Regions from separate parts of the Zea mays genome. Here regions 1, 2 and 4 are each linked to region 3. The links are chromatin contacts, called in public Hi-C maps. All regions are on one chromosome and are shown on one strand. Each heading gives the region's core, a stretch centred on a gene start, on an enhancer-like site or on the middle of the called end of the contact. The rest is flanking DNA. Distances are from core to core; before and after follow the strand shown. Region 1 holds the start of LOC100502196. Region 2 has its middle 37 kb from the start of LOC100279547. Region 3 holds the start of LOC100273848 (DNA-3-methyladenine glycosylase I). Region 4 holds the start of LOC100274448 (putative serine peptidase S28 family protein).

Region 1 (2,937 bases), core at 91-2,590, 390 kb before region 3:
AGGGCAGGGTGATGCGGAACTATAGATATAGATGACACCTTCTCTATCGATTCTTCATCCTAAATCCTTATGTTTGGTCCCTTTTCAGCCTTTCTCCAACCATTTTCTCTATTCAGCTCTTCTTATTTTCTCTATTCAGCTCTTCTTTTACCATTTATTTGAGCTATTTGAATTTTTTGTACATTAGTTTTTGGAGCTCTTCTTTCACCATTTAATTGAGCTATTTGCGTCAATGCGTGTGGGGTTGAGCAATGCATCCACCCATCGATTCCAGGTTTCGTCTTTTTCTGCGCCTGCCTCTGCGGCAGCACAGGCACACTGCCCTGGCAGCACCAGCTAGAGCAGTGCAGCACCGCTCAAAAAGTCGATTTCACGCAGCGCACAGGCACACTGCACTGCACTTCGTACTTCCTCAGTCCCAGTTTTCCTATCGTTTGACTTTTTTGACACTATATTTGACCGACTTGTCTTGTTCAAAAAGAATTTATAATTACTAACTATTTTCATTATGATTTGGTTTATCATATAATTTATTTTAACTATAGATTATTTTTTCTATATTTTTATAAATATTTTGAATAAAACGAGCCGATCAAATTTGGTGTCAAGAAGATCAAAGACATGTAAGTTGAGACAGATAGTACGGTACTAGCTTCAGGTGACTTTTAGACTTTTAAATGGTAATTATAAGTATGAAACTTCTCTAAGATAATATTGTAGCTTTATTTTATCCATTTCTATTTTTTTATTCTCTATCTCTTAAAGAAGACATTTTTTTTTACTCTTGCCAACTCCCATGACACAAGAAGCAAGGAAGTTCTAAATAAGCTCTCGATGCTGCCACCGTCCCATATCTCTCTCTTGCATCGCCGCTGGTCATCCTTCCGTCGTACGCCACCATGCACTGGGCGTATACCGCTATCTTATTGATGAACTTGATTCTTCTTCTTCATGTAAATGAACAAGTTTATTCGCTTTATGAATAAACATATTTGCTATCAGATTAGAATTATATGAGATATATGTTTATGTCTCGTTCTCTTTAAGTCATGAAGTACCTTTTTAAAATTTAATGATTTTTTACTTTTGTTAAAAATTAAATAAATATTTTTCATATTTTAAATCAAAACCCGTCCTTTTAATTGGTAAAAAATAAGAAATAAAATATAAACAAAATCCATTTCAATTTTTAGAGAATAATAATCTGGTAGAGTGGTAGGAAGAAACTATAATTGCAAAACTCTCGGGCACAGTTCCGATCGGGTCCCATCCCAGCGTCCCCCTGGCTGCTGCCACCGGTATAAAAATGCTCGAGCACAGTTCCACTCGGTCCCCCAAAGCCAAAGGGCAAAGGCCCAAAAACCCAGCCGGCCAGAGCCAGTCCCCCACCCCCCAGCAGCCATGGAGTTCGGCTTCCGCGCAGGAAACAGCACGCAGCGCCGCCCTTCCCCCGATCGACGCGTCACAGCACAGCAAGGTAAGCGCCCCCTTCCCATCGAGACCCCAGACTTGCAGCATCTATCTCAAAGTCCCCGGTCCCGCGCAGCCGGACCCTTCCACGGCGACCACCCGCCGCCCTCGCCGTTGCAGTGGGAGGCTGCGGCCCGGCGCGAGCGGATCAAACGCGAGGTGGAGCGCCGGCTCATCGAGGAGGAGGTCCGCCTGGAGCTCGCCCTTGAGCGCGCCCGCCTCCACGGTGGTTTTGGCCCCGCCCCGTTCCTCGGGACCGACGGCTCCGTCGTGCCGGTGCCGCCTCCACCTCCACCTCCAGGCCGGTTCTCCAGGGCCGACGGCCCATCGATGACGCCGGCAATGTCGTGGGACAGCCCTCGGCGGCTCGCGAGATTTGAGCAACCGATGCTCCTCAGTGAGACGGGAACGTGGTCCCTGCTGCCGAAGCCGAGGCATACGCTCCGGCTGCGCGAGATCGCGCCCAGCGAGAGCTCCGAGGTCAGGGAGCACCATTGCCGTTCAATGCCCATGCATGCTGCTTGCTTGTTCGTATTCTTCTTCGACATTTTGGTTGTTCATATTCTTTTCGGCATTTGGCATTAAAGGCGCCTAGCGCTACTGCATTACCACTTTTCAAATTTCTTTCCTTTTTTTTGGTTTGATCTCTTATTGCACTTCCGTTTTACTCTCGATCGCTTTAGAAGCGCAAGCGCTTGCTTTTTTCTTGTCATTTAAAGGCCAATGGTAGTAGTCACTTTCTGTAATAACTGATTACAATCTAGAAGGAAACGTTGCCCATAGATCAAATGGGAGCTTGAACGCTGAAGCCAAATAACAGATCTGATCTGGTGAACTTGTATGGAGGACCAGAGAAGACCGAGTAAACTATTCCATGTGGTGATGTGGATTTCAGTTTCTAGTTATGCAGTAACTTCCTTGTCGCCTTGATCTTTTTCTTCCTGCCCGACTTGACTAACTCTTCCTTCTGTTTCCAGGTTCTTTCATCAGCAACAAAGGCTTCTGGCGTGAAGAGGAAAGCAGCAGCTGCGATTTCCGCAACAACGACTGAACAACAACCAACGGGAGTACAAGACCCGAGTTCCGGGCAATGGAGCTGCGCAATCTGCCAGGTGAGCGCGACCAGCGAGGCCAACCTGAACGAGCACCTCCAAGGGAAAAAGCACAGGGCAAAGCTGGCCCGATGCGGAGCGACCAAGGCGACGACGGATCCTCCTCCTAACAGAAGCGGCGATGGCGCAGTAGCAGTAGCAGCAGGCCCGAGCGACGCGCCGAAGAGGATCCAGATCCTGGTCGACGGGGAGGCGCACCAGGTCGTCCAGAGGAGCAGCTGCGTGTGGTGCGAGCGCTGCAGGGTCGGCTGCACCAACGCCGCCGCCATGGTCGACCATCTGCGGGGCAAGAGGCACAGCCTGTCGAACAAGGTCTGGACGGCGATAAAGGCCGTGAGGAGGAGCAGCTAATACG
Region 2 (3,144 bases), core at 479-2,978, 290 kb before region 3:
GAGCTTAAGGAAATCATTGATTTGGAGGTGCATATGTATGTTAAATATAGTTGAATGAGTCATTTTTAATTATAGTTTAGATCAAATAACAAAAAATATGTAAACTACTTTAATTAGCCTCTTTGACTATATAGATCCAAACATAGATCTCAGAGCTAAAATAAAGCTATGCTAAACACTGCACGCCCCTATATATATAGCAAGTGGTGGTGGTCAGCAAATCCTATCCGGCCGGCTAGCATCCGATTAACTTTTCGCCAAATTCTTTGTAAAAAAAACTAAGCTAGCTAAGCATATGCAACCGTCGTAGCCTTTCAGTCTCATCATTTTTAATTTGTTCCATGCATGCATATATATATATATGCACCATCTCTAAATCACATTTTGTCGTCGATGCCTTTAATTTTTCGGCATCAATATCTTTGACTAGAGCCGAAGGAATTAGTTAATAAGCAACTGGGACACACGCAATTGCATATGAGTGATTCCCCTAGATCGACCCCTATGCATGATTAGCCATTTTAACGTACCCCAGTAGCTAGCTAGCAAACTAATCCACCGATCGAGATACTCTACAGATTAGTAAGCTCCGATCCAAAGCGAGGAGCTAGCACGCCCAGTGGCGTTGGTACGTGATTCCTTTATTTTTTTTTGGCCCTTTTGAGAGAGGGTAGGGTAGCCGTACGTTCTTACCGGCGCAGCTACTAGCTTGCTTGCTCTCGCGTTATTACTTGTTGGGGATGCATGCATGATAGATTAATAGTGATGCAAATATAATACTATATGCATGTTATGTGCACTCATATATATGCAAATGAACTAAAGGTACACGGCGTGCACTTTCAGTGTTGTTGGACACGTTTCTAAACGCAAGAGGTTGAGAGGTGGTGGCGAGCTAGAGAGAGGTTGTTGTGTTTAGTACTGATGGTTCTCTTTTGGACTAAAGGTGAGCACCTTTTGTTGTTGAGCGTCAGTTTAATACTATAACACGCCAAATAAAATCTGCACCTTTCGAGATATTATCCCATAGCATATATAAGATCAAGCTCGTGGGGGAGGGGGGGGGGGGGGGGGGGGGGGGTTGATTAATTGTTGGACATATCCAAGGACCATGCATGCAGCGGTTATAGCCGCGCGCTCTAGAGCTTAATTCTTCTTCGTCGTCGTCGTCGATTCACCAATCATGTAGCAGTCATAAAGAACAAGCATATATAAGAGTAGTAAATAGGAAAAGAGGGTAAAGTGAGCTATTGTTTGCTTTGTTCATGTGTTGATCCCTCCAGAGCTTGCACACGACTGACTACATTACATTACATGTAGTAATTAAATTGCCCGGTTAGTTAGATTAGACCGAATGGAAAGACGTAGTACGCTTGCACATGCATGCATGCGCGACTGGATAAATGTGCAAATCCAAAGGCGTGTGAGGCGCCGCGCGTGGAAAGGGCCAAAAAAAGCTCCCGCGCTTTCTGCTGCACTCGGCGGCCCCCGGCCTCGGTCTAGGTAAACAACGCAAAAGGAGGTCGGCGGCCGGACGACGCGACTGACGGCCGGGGGGCCAAGGGACGGACGACGACGACCAGTGGCTGGTGGTGCCCCTCACAAAGTTTAGCTAGCTCCGACGGATTAGACGGGCGTACGTCCCATCGACCGGGGCCAGAGCTCCGGCCAAAGCTAGCTGTTGGTGCGGCCGGGCTCCATTCCATCACTCCATTCCATTGGCGCCCGCTCTCCATGACCATGAAAAGGAGGAGCCAAAGCTAGGATCACAGTGTGTGCGCGCGTGGATCGCACTGTGCATGCCCGTGTGCGTCACGCCAGGCGAGGAACGTACTAAATGTGTGACGGCGTGCACGCATGCGAAAGCTACGTGAAATCCGTGCAAGTCCGTGGTAGTGCAGCTGACTGGACTGTTTGGATCGGTGCAGCTCTGCTTGGCGTCTCTCTGCTGGTCACCACCAGCAAGTGCAAGTCCGTGCCCGCGTGTGCGTATGCATGACGATGTGATGTCCGCGCGCGTACTCCTAGCTACGTGGTGCGCTGGTGCTGCTGCCTCTCTCGATCTCAAGTCATGTCGGCCAAAAACACACCTGGCATAGTGGCATGTGCGAACTGTGCATAGGCACAAGCAAGGCCCCCAAATGGATAGAGGCATATAGAGCCCTATTTTTTTTATTTTTTTTGGCTCATTAACAACAGTAAGTTAAGGCCACCGCCGCTTTCGTCCATCTCACGCCATGGTGGCGATTAAAAGTTCAAACTGTTTGAACGATACATCGATGGAGTACCGTACCTAGTTTGCACAGAAAACATTTCAATCGTATTTTACGCAGTGGTCCTCCTGTACGTAAAATTAAACACGACTGCTTGGACTCCAAGTAAAAGAGGTTTGGACAATGAAACACCACGCGATTTTGACGAAAAAGGATCTCCCCCTATTTCATTAAAAAACAGGAAACATGATATTCTGTAACCACAGACACACACCAATATTGTCTTAGTCATAGCATTGCCACCGGCAACAAAAGCCCAGCATCTAACCCAGCTAAAGCTTGCAGCATACCTGACTCAAAAACTATCGCCATTAAAAGACGACTAAGACAGGAAAAGGGGTTTAACCAAGACATTATTACAGACTGGCATCCTGATATAAGAACCATAAGAGTCTCTAGGTTCAAGATCAGAAAGAAGCATCTTCGCCAAAAAGGATCCCCGCGCATCCAATCACTGTGTCAGCCTCCTGTCAACTGGAGACCACCCCCGAGCTCGAATGAAGAAATCACTAGCCATTTTTCTGATATGGTTGCTTCTTTCCTCCAGCATCCTTCTTGCCGATTTTTTCTGTAATAAAATCCATGAGTTCATCCAAAAACAGCAGAATATAAAGATGTCTAACGTATTAACTACTCTTTTATCTTCAAAGTAAGCTTCGTTTCTTATTTTCCAAAGAGTCCAAAGAACTGCACTACACCCCCACTGTTAACAAATTCTTGTCCCGTTTATTGAATAGATGGAGCCAGCGGCTAAACATCTCACTGGGGTTCTTGGGAATACAAATGGGATGTAGTACCGCCTGCACCACTCTCCAGGTGAATTTCGCTATCTGACAGTCAAAGAAGATGTGTTGCGTAGTTTCTAGGCAAT
Region 3 (2,981 bases), core at 284-2,783:
CAGACTAGCTCCGTCAGGAATGCCTCCTTCTTGTCAAATTGGGTTGGACCGTAGACAACTGTTAAAGCCCACTTGAAATGATCGCTTTTGTTACACACCTTGAACTTGACATAAAACTCCCCTTTATCTATGGTACCAATATCAAATACATCTAAGTCAACACCCAGTAGAATACCCCCCTCCCGAACGACATGTAGGTTCTTTTGTGTGCCAAATAAAATTCCTTCCCTCGCTAAGATTCCTCAGGAAGGAGTCAGAGAAAGATTTTCTCATTGTTTCCAATATAGCTATAAAAGACAAAGTTTGTTCTTTAGATAAGTCAGACACAAATCTATGTTTCATAGGGTCTTTGAACCCATCACTATTCCAGAAAACCCCTCTCATTGGGCAACCGATTTTTTTATTTATATTCCTGCTCTTTTTCTTAGAGTTTTTTGTGACTTCAGGCCTACTAGTATGAGACATAATTATATGCTCACTAGTAAAGTCCATCACTCCTTCCAACATGTCATTGCGTAAAGAGCCCAAGATAAAGTTATCTAGCTACTGATCTTCTAACCTCTCTTTTTCCTCTCTCCCTCTAAAGCAACAGACTTGGCATCTACGATACTACCAGACTCACCACTTAGATTATTGGTTAACAACTCTAGAAATTTTCCCCAAGATTTATCATTATTCCCACAAACAAAACCTAAGAAGTTAACCTCTGAACTACTTCATAAGGAATAAGAACATAAGGTAAGATGCATATGGAATTACCTGCGGAGAGGTCCGCATCTAAATTGCGAGCAGCCTTCAACTTTGAAGCTCTTTGCATGCTACCTCCATTCCCGCTCATGTTTCTTCTTTTGCTCCTTCCTGATTCTTTCCCCTCCACCGAGACTATTAGCTAATTTACTAAAAATAACTAATAATTAAACTATTAGCTAGATTGTTTGTACGTATGTAACTAATTTTAGCAGCTAACTATGAACTCTAGTGTATTTAAACACGACACGAGGTAACCTAAGTTGATGACAATTTCATTGTCATAAAGCTTTGATCGACGACACGTTTGTTGTTCCTATCTCGTCATCTCATGAACGAAAATTTAGTTGAGATTATTCTCCATGGTTTGGACCACTAACTTTGGTTTAACAAATTTTAAAGTAGGACCTACAATAAACAGTGACGATGGTTGCATCTGGGAAACCATTTTCCTCATGTATAACCACGAAGCAATCAAATTAGCCGGCCGTTACATCGTACTATTTTGGCAAATGTATAAAACTGGTGGGCCATGCCAGAAAAGTACGCTGTCAGACAGCGAGAAGCTGTCGGGCCCACGCGCAGAGGTCCAGGGTTCAGATACGATCGAACTCTTCTCTCCCACAAAAGTTAAAAACTTTCGCAATGCACCCCCTCCCGAAATAAAAACCGGTGTAAAATAAACGGCAGAGCCCAGTGTCCCCGCTAGCTGCTAGCGAGCTACTACTAGTACAGTGTCCCCCACTCCCCAGTCCCCCTCAACCTCTCTGCCAACCGCTTCGTCCCCTCCTTTCTCTCCTTGGATTCCACTACTCCCTCGTCCTCGGAGCAGTTGCTGCAGCTGCAACCCCCCTGCGCCTCTCTTCTCCCGGTCCCACCCGCCCCTCCGCCGCCTAGGGCTTCCAAATCCCCTCAGCTTCCCCGGATTCCGCTTTCCCCCGTCGCTGCAAGGTTCCGGGAGGTTCTAATCTCCTTTGAGCGCCGCCTGCCCGCCGTGGCTGTTTCTCGGTGTTCACCGCGTTCCTCCGTGCAATGCGGGGCCTAAACGCGGCTGGGGTTAGGGTTCCTGGCCCGCAGCTCGCTTCAATTTGATTTTTTGGAGGTTTTTATAGGGAGGAGAAAGAGTCCGGATTTCGAGGAGTTAGTGGTTGCGTGCTTGTCTCGGCGGAGGTGAATCTCAAGTTCGTGGCCGGGGTTTTAGCTCGACGAGGCGGACAATTTTCTACGAGGGATTGGAATTCTTTGCTCGGTTTTTGAGGTGCCCGTGTGGAAAGCCCGGTAATTTTTGAATTTTTGGGCGGTAAAAACCTGTTGGTTAGGCTGTGGTGGTTTCTATGGCCGGGGCGCCGAGGGCCCGGTCCCTGAACATCGCGGTTCCGGAGGCAGAGGCGAGGCCGGTGCTGGTGCCAGGAGGCAACAAGGCCAGGTCGGGCCCGGCGAACGCCCGGAAACCGTCGCCGAAGCCCGTGAGGAAGGCGGAGCCGGCGCCGGCGGGGACGCCAGCGGAGACTGTGCCCGCCGCGACCAAGGCGGAAGAGGGCGCAAAGAGGAATGCAGTCGGCGGGGGTGGAGGTGGCGCGCCCAAGAGTGCGTCCCCGGTGCCGTCGCCGCGGCGCACACCTCCTGGGCCGCCGTCGAGGAGGAACGACGCGCCGCTGTCGCATCCGGGCTTGCCGCTCAGCGCGTCTTGCTCCTCGGATGCATCCGCGGAGTCGGTCCGCGCCCGGCGGGCTTTCACCGGGAAAGTAGAGAAGGGCCGGTCGGTGCCGACGGCTCAACCGAAGCAAGGCAAGGCTGTGGGTAAGGCGGTGGAGAGCAAGCCCATCCGCGTGGAGGTTGTTGCTCCGATGACAGTGACACCAGAGGCTGTGCAAGGGAAGAGGAGGTGCGCGTGGGTTACTCCAACCACCGGTGAGCATCTTCTCTCCTGGAACTGGTTCTTTCTTAGTCAAAAATCCTAGTTTGGTATAAGAATTGTTCTTGTTTCTTCTATACAGACAGAAGAAGAATGCAACTCTTGTGTTTCTTGATGTTTTAGTCACTTATTACTAGTTTACCGTGTTTAATTTATGCCTGTTCGAATCATTGGAATCAGTCCAATCATGTGCTGCAGTTCATTATAACTTGTATACATTCTAGCATCCTGAACCAGGCACCTTTTATCACAATGGTTCATATGGTGTAAATATGTAGTAAAGCTACGCGAAACTCTCAAGAGCAGCATGCTACTGAGT
Region 4 (2,839 bases), core at 267-2,766, 410 kb after region 3:
ATAAAACCAACAAACAAAAAGGTAAACAACGAGAAGATAATAAACTAGTTTATTTCTCGAACCAAACACCTTTTTATATCCATATGTCCTTTTACTCTAGTAGCAGCAATTTTGTGGCGCTAGATGGCCAGCACAAATCCATCTCCGTTGGCGATTGCTGGCACCTGTGTTTTCCCGTCGCGTGGCAGGCACCGAGCCCCACGAGTAAAACATCTGAATCACCTCCTGTTGCCAGCTGCAAGCGCCAGCAGCAGGCGGCCTCGGCAAACACGACAGCGGGCCGGGCGGGCCTCAATCGCGTGACGATTTGGCATCGTACGCCAGAATCTTTCAAAGGCTTGAGAACTGGGTTACTGTTTCCCGAACGCTCGGAGTTGGGCCCAGCCCAAACTGGAAACAATGTGCCGCGCTCCCTAACGTGGTTTGGCAGCAAACGTCATCAGGATAATTAAAGGTGCTACTATTGCTGTACTGCAGTTTTCAGTTAGGGGTGGTAATGGATCACGATTCAAATATTTCTTCACAATAAGTTATGACCCTTAATTAATTTTAGTTCAAAAATTAATAGGAATAGTGTCCGATCATAATCCGATTCGATCCTTGAAATGTATAGTGTAAAATCTAGAGCCCATTACCACCCCTAGTTGCAGTCAAGTTAACAATCTGTTCTATGGAAAAAAAATGAAGGTGACAAGCTAGAAGGGGAAAAAGCCAATCCAGTTATTTCACTTGTGACGCACGCATGCATCATCAGGTTGACAGGTTGAGAAACTGTAGAACTTTTTAAACACTCTTGTACTGTAATAACTTGCAGCTCCGCTGGTGATTCAGCAGCAACCGGAGCCCCCTTTCACCCCTTCAGACGGTGGATGCAGCTGCAGCTGCTGGTGCGTCAACTGTCAGTGGCCAGAACTGTGCCACAACGTGGTGGCCGGCTGCAGGCCAGCAGCAGAGCCAGGCACAGGGAGTCGAGGACGGAGCTGCTGCTGCTGCTGCTCTGACGAGCGTGCGTATCCGACAACAGCAGGCAGCGGTGTGAGCGCTAGCCGGCCTGTCTGTCTGGATGTCTTGTATGTCTTCACATGAAACGGGGATTGATTATTCAAATGTATACGGAGAGGACCATGTCAGAAACATATTGCGGGTTTTGGATTTCGGTCGGAGTATCATCTTTGAGCTGAGCAGTTCGTGCGTCGCTGTTCTAAGCCTTTGTGCCCTTTTGCTGTTATAGATGAGAGGTCGGGATCATTGGCAGCGGTGGTGTGGGCCAATCCTCTGCCCATGGCTCCGCGGACGCCGCGCCATGCTGGAGCACTTTGGTTCTGTGGTAGTGCTACACCCTAAACCCTTTTAGAAAAAGCAAGGCGCAAAGCATACCTACATACATACGCATGGAATCATTTCGATTTGAAGGCGGCGGTTGACAGCCGTTTTCGTGCATAAGACCGTCCGTCCGCAAACAAAGCTAGTTGCCACACCAAAGACCAAACTTGGCTCGTGTCGTGTCTCAGTGTCTGCCACCGAGACAAAAATCGTCGTCAGAAATTTAACGACGCATATTCGTCTGACTGACCCGCCCGTGCGCCTTCCTCCCGCCTCCCCTTCCACCACCAAGAGTGACGACAGAGAGACAGACAGAGAGAATGGCGGCGCCAGATGCCCGGCCCTCGTCAGCCGGTCCACCGCCGGCCCGCTCCCTCCTCCTGCCTCTCCTGCTCGTGCTCCTCCTCGCGGCCTACTCGCTCCCAGCCGACTCAGCAGCGCGCCCGTCCTCCAACTCCAACCCACGGCCTGCCTTCACGCCGCCGCTGCTGAAGCGCCACCAGCTGCGGCGCCCGAGCAGCAGCAGCGCCGAGCTCGTCGCCGGGCCCGCCAACGCGTCGACCAAGCCCTTCACGGCGCACTACTTCCCGCAGCTGCTCGACCACTTCGCCTTCACGCCCAACGCGTCCACGGTCTTCCGCCACAAGTACCTCCTCAACGACACCTTCTGGCGCCGGCCCGGCGCCGGCGCCGGCGACGACGGCCCCGGCCCGCTGTTCGTGTACACGGGCAACGAGGGCGACATCGAGTGGTTCGCCACCAACACCGGGTTCATGTTCGACATCGCGCCCACGTTCGGCGCCCTCCTCGTCTTCATCGAGGTACGTATATATATACCAGTAAGTAAGTAATCGTGGTTGCTTGCTTACTCCGGATGAGCTGGAGCGGCCGGCTCCTCCACTCCACGGGAGCCGGAGGAGAAGAATCCTATATATACCTCCTACCAGAAGAGACCGTAGCATAGAAACTCGCGTAATCTTAGATGAATTAGCCACCATGGGCATGCAATTTTCTTCGCGAGCGTTTTGAGCTGCCGGTCCAATGATGTCTGAAACTCTGAATGCTATCAAGATACTAACACAAGTCAAACCAACGGGGGAAAAAAAAATCTTCTGCTCCACATCTACCCAAGACTAACGTTTCGCTGTCGGTATCACTGACCGACATGTTCTTTGCTGACGCTGACGTTGCTTTGTCGCAAACTCGCATCGCATATACAAGGAGCTAGCTGGAAGAAGAGGAGAGGAAAGAAAGAAACGTCGCAGAAAAAGAAAGGGTGAAAAATCACAGCTAGCTGCATCACTCGACCACTAGTTTCCCAGCTTGTCTGAAACCTACCGCGCGCGCGCTTGCCTCTGGCTCTGCCACCACTGACGAAACCGTTTCTTTCTTCCATTGCCTGTCTGCCACCGACGAACAGCACCGGTTCTACGGGGAGTCGAAGCCGTTCGGGAACGACTCGTACAGGTCGGCCGAGACGCTGGGCTACCTCACGTCCACGCAGGCGCTGGCCGAC

Evidence for each region. Hi-C and Micro-C count contacts between places; a contact is called where the count stands out from the background.
Region 1: a Hi-C map of endosperm shows a contact between it and region 3, with 4 times the contacts expected there. The contact joins the promoter of LOC100502196 here to the promoter of LOC100273848 in region 3. A contact is called at or near these places in 3 of 25 Hi-C or Micro-C datasets (bundle sheath, endosperm and leaf).
Region 2: a contact with region 3 is called in a Hi-C map of tassel, with 1.8 times the contacts expected there. The contact joins the enhancer-like site here to the promoter of LOC100273848 in region 3. A contact is called at or near these places in 3 of 25 Hi-C or Micro-C datasets (bundle sheath, endosperm and tassel).
Region 4: a Hi-C map of ear shows a contact between it and region 3, with 3 times the contacts expected there. The contact joins the promoter of LOC100274448 here to the promoter of LOC100273848 in region 3. A contact is called at or near these places in 3 of 25 Hi-C or Micro-C datasets (ear, root tip and tassel).

The regions. Positions count from the first base shown.
Region 1 is chr6:105,428,099-105,431,035 of Zm-B73-REFERENCE-NAM-5.0, forward strand. LOC100502196 reads left to right here and starts at 1,341. Exons shown (of 3, transcript NM_001196673.1): 1 at 1,341-1,477; 2 at 1,547-1,950; 3 at 2,448-2,937. The coding sequence starts at 1,402. The coding sequence ends at 2,933.
Region 2 is chr6:105,534,488-105,537,631 of Zm-B73-REFERENCE-NAM-5.0, forward strand. No RefSeq gene overlaps it. Among protein-coding and RNA genes, the nearest start is that of LOC100279547, 37 kb to the left of the region's middle. Within about 2 kb of position 1,729, at least 14 of the 20 cell types and tissues checked have an H3K27ac peak or open chromatin away from gene starts, as enhancers often do. A contact at or near this core is called in bundle sheath, endosperm and tassel, where this site is marked.
Region 3 is chr6:105,821,249-105,824,229 of Zm-B73-REFERENCE-NAM-5.0, forward strand. LOC100273848 (DNA-3-methyladenine glycosylase I) reads left to right here and starts at 1,534. Exons shown (of 5, transcript NM_001148245.2): 1 at 1,534-2,658. The coding sequence starts at 2,082.
Region 4 is chr6:106,228,336-106,231,174 of Zm-B73-REFERENCE-NAM-5.0, forward strand. LOC100274448 (putative serine peptidase S28 family protein) reads left to right here and starts at 1,517. Exons shown (of 10, transcript NM_001148807.1): 1 at 1,517-2,144; 2 at 2,744-2,839. The coding sequence starts at 1,644.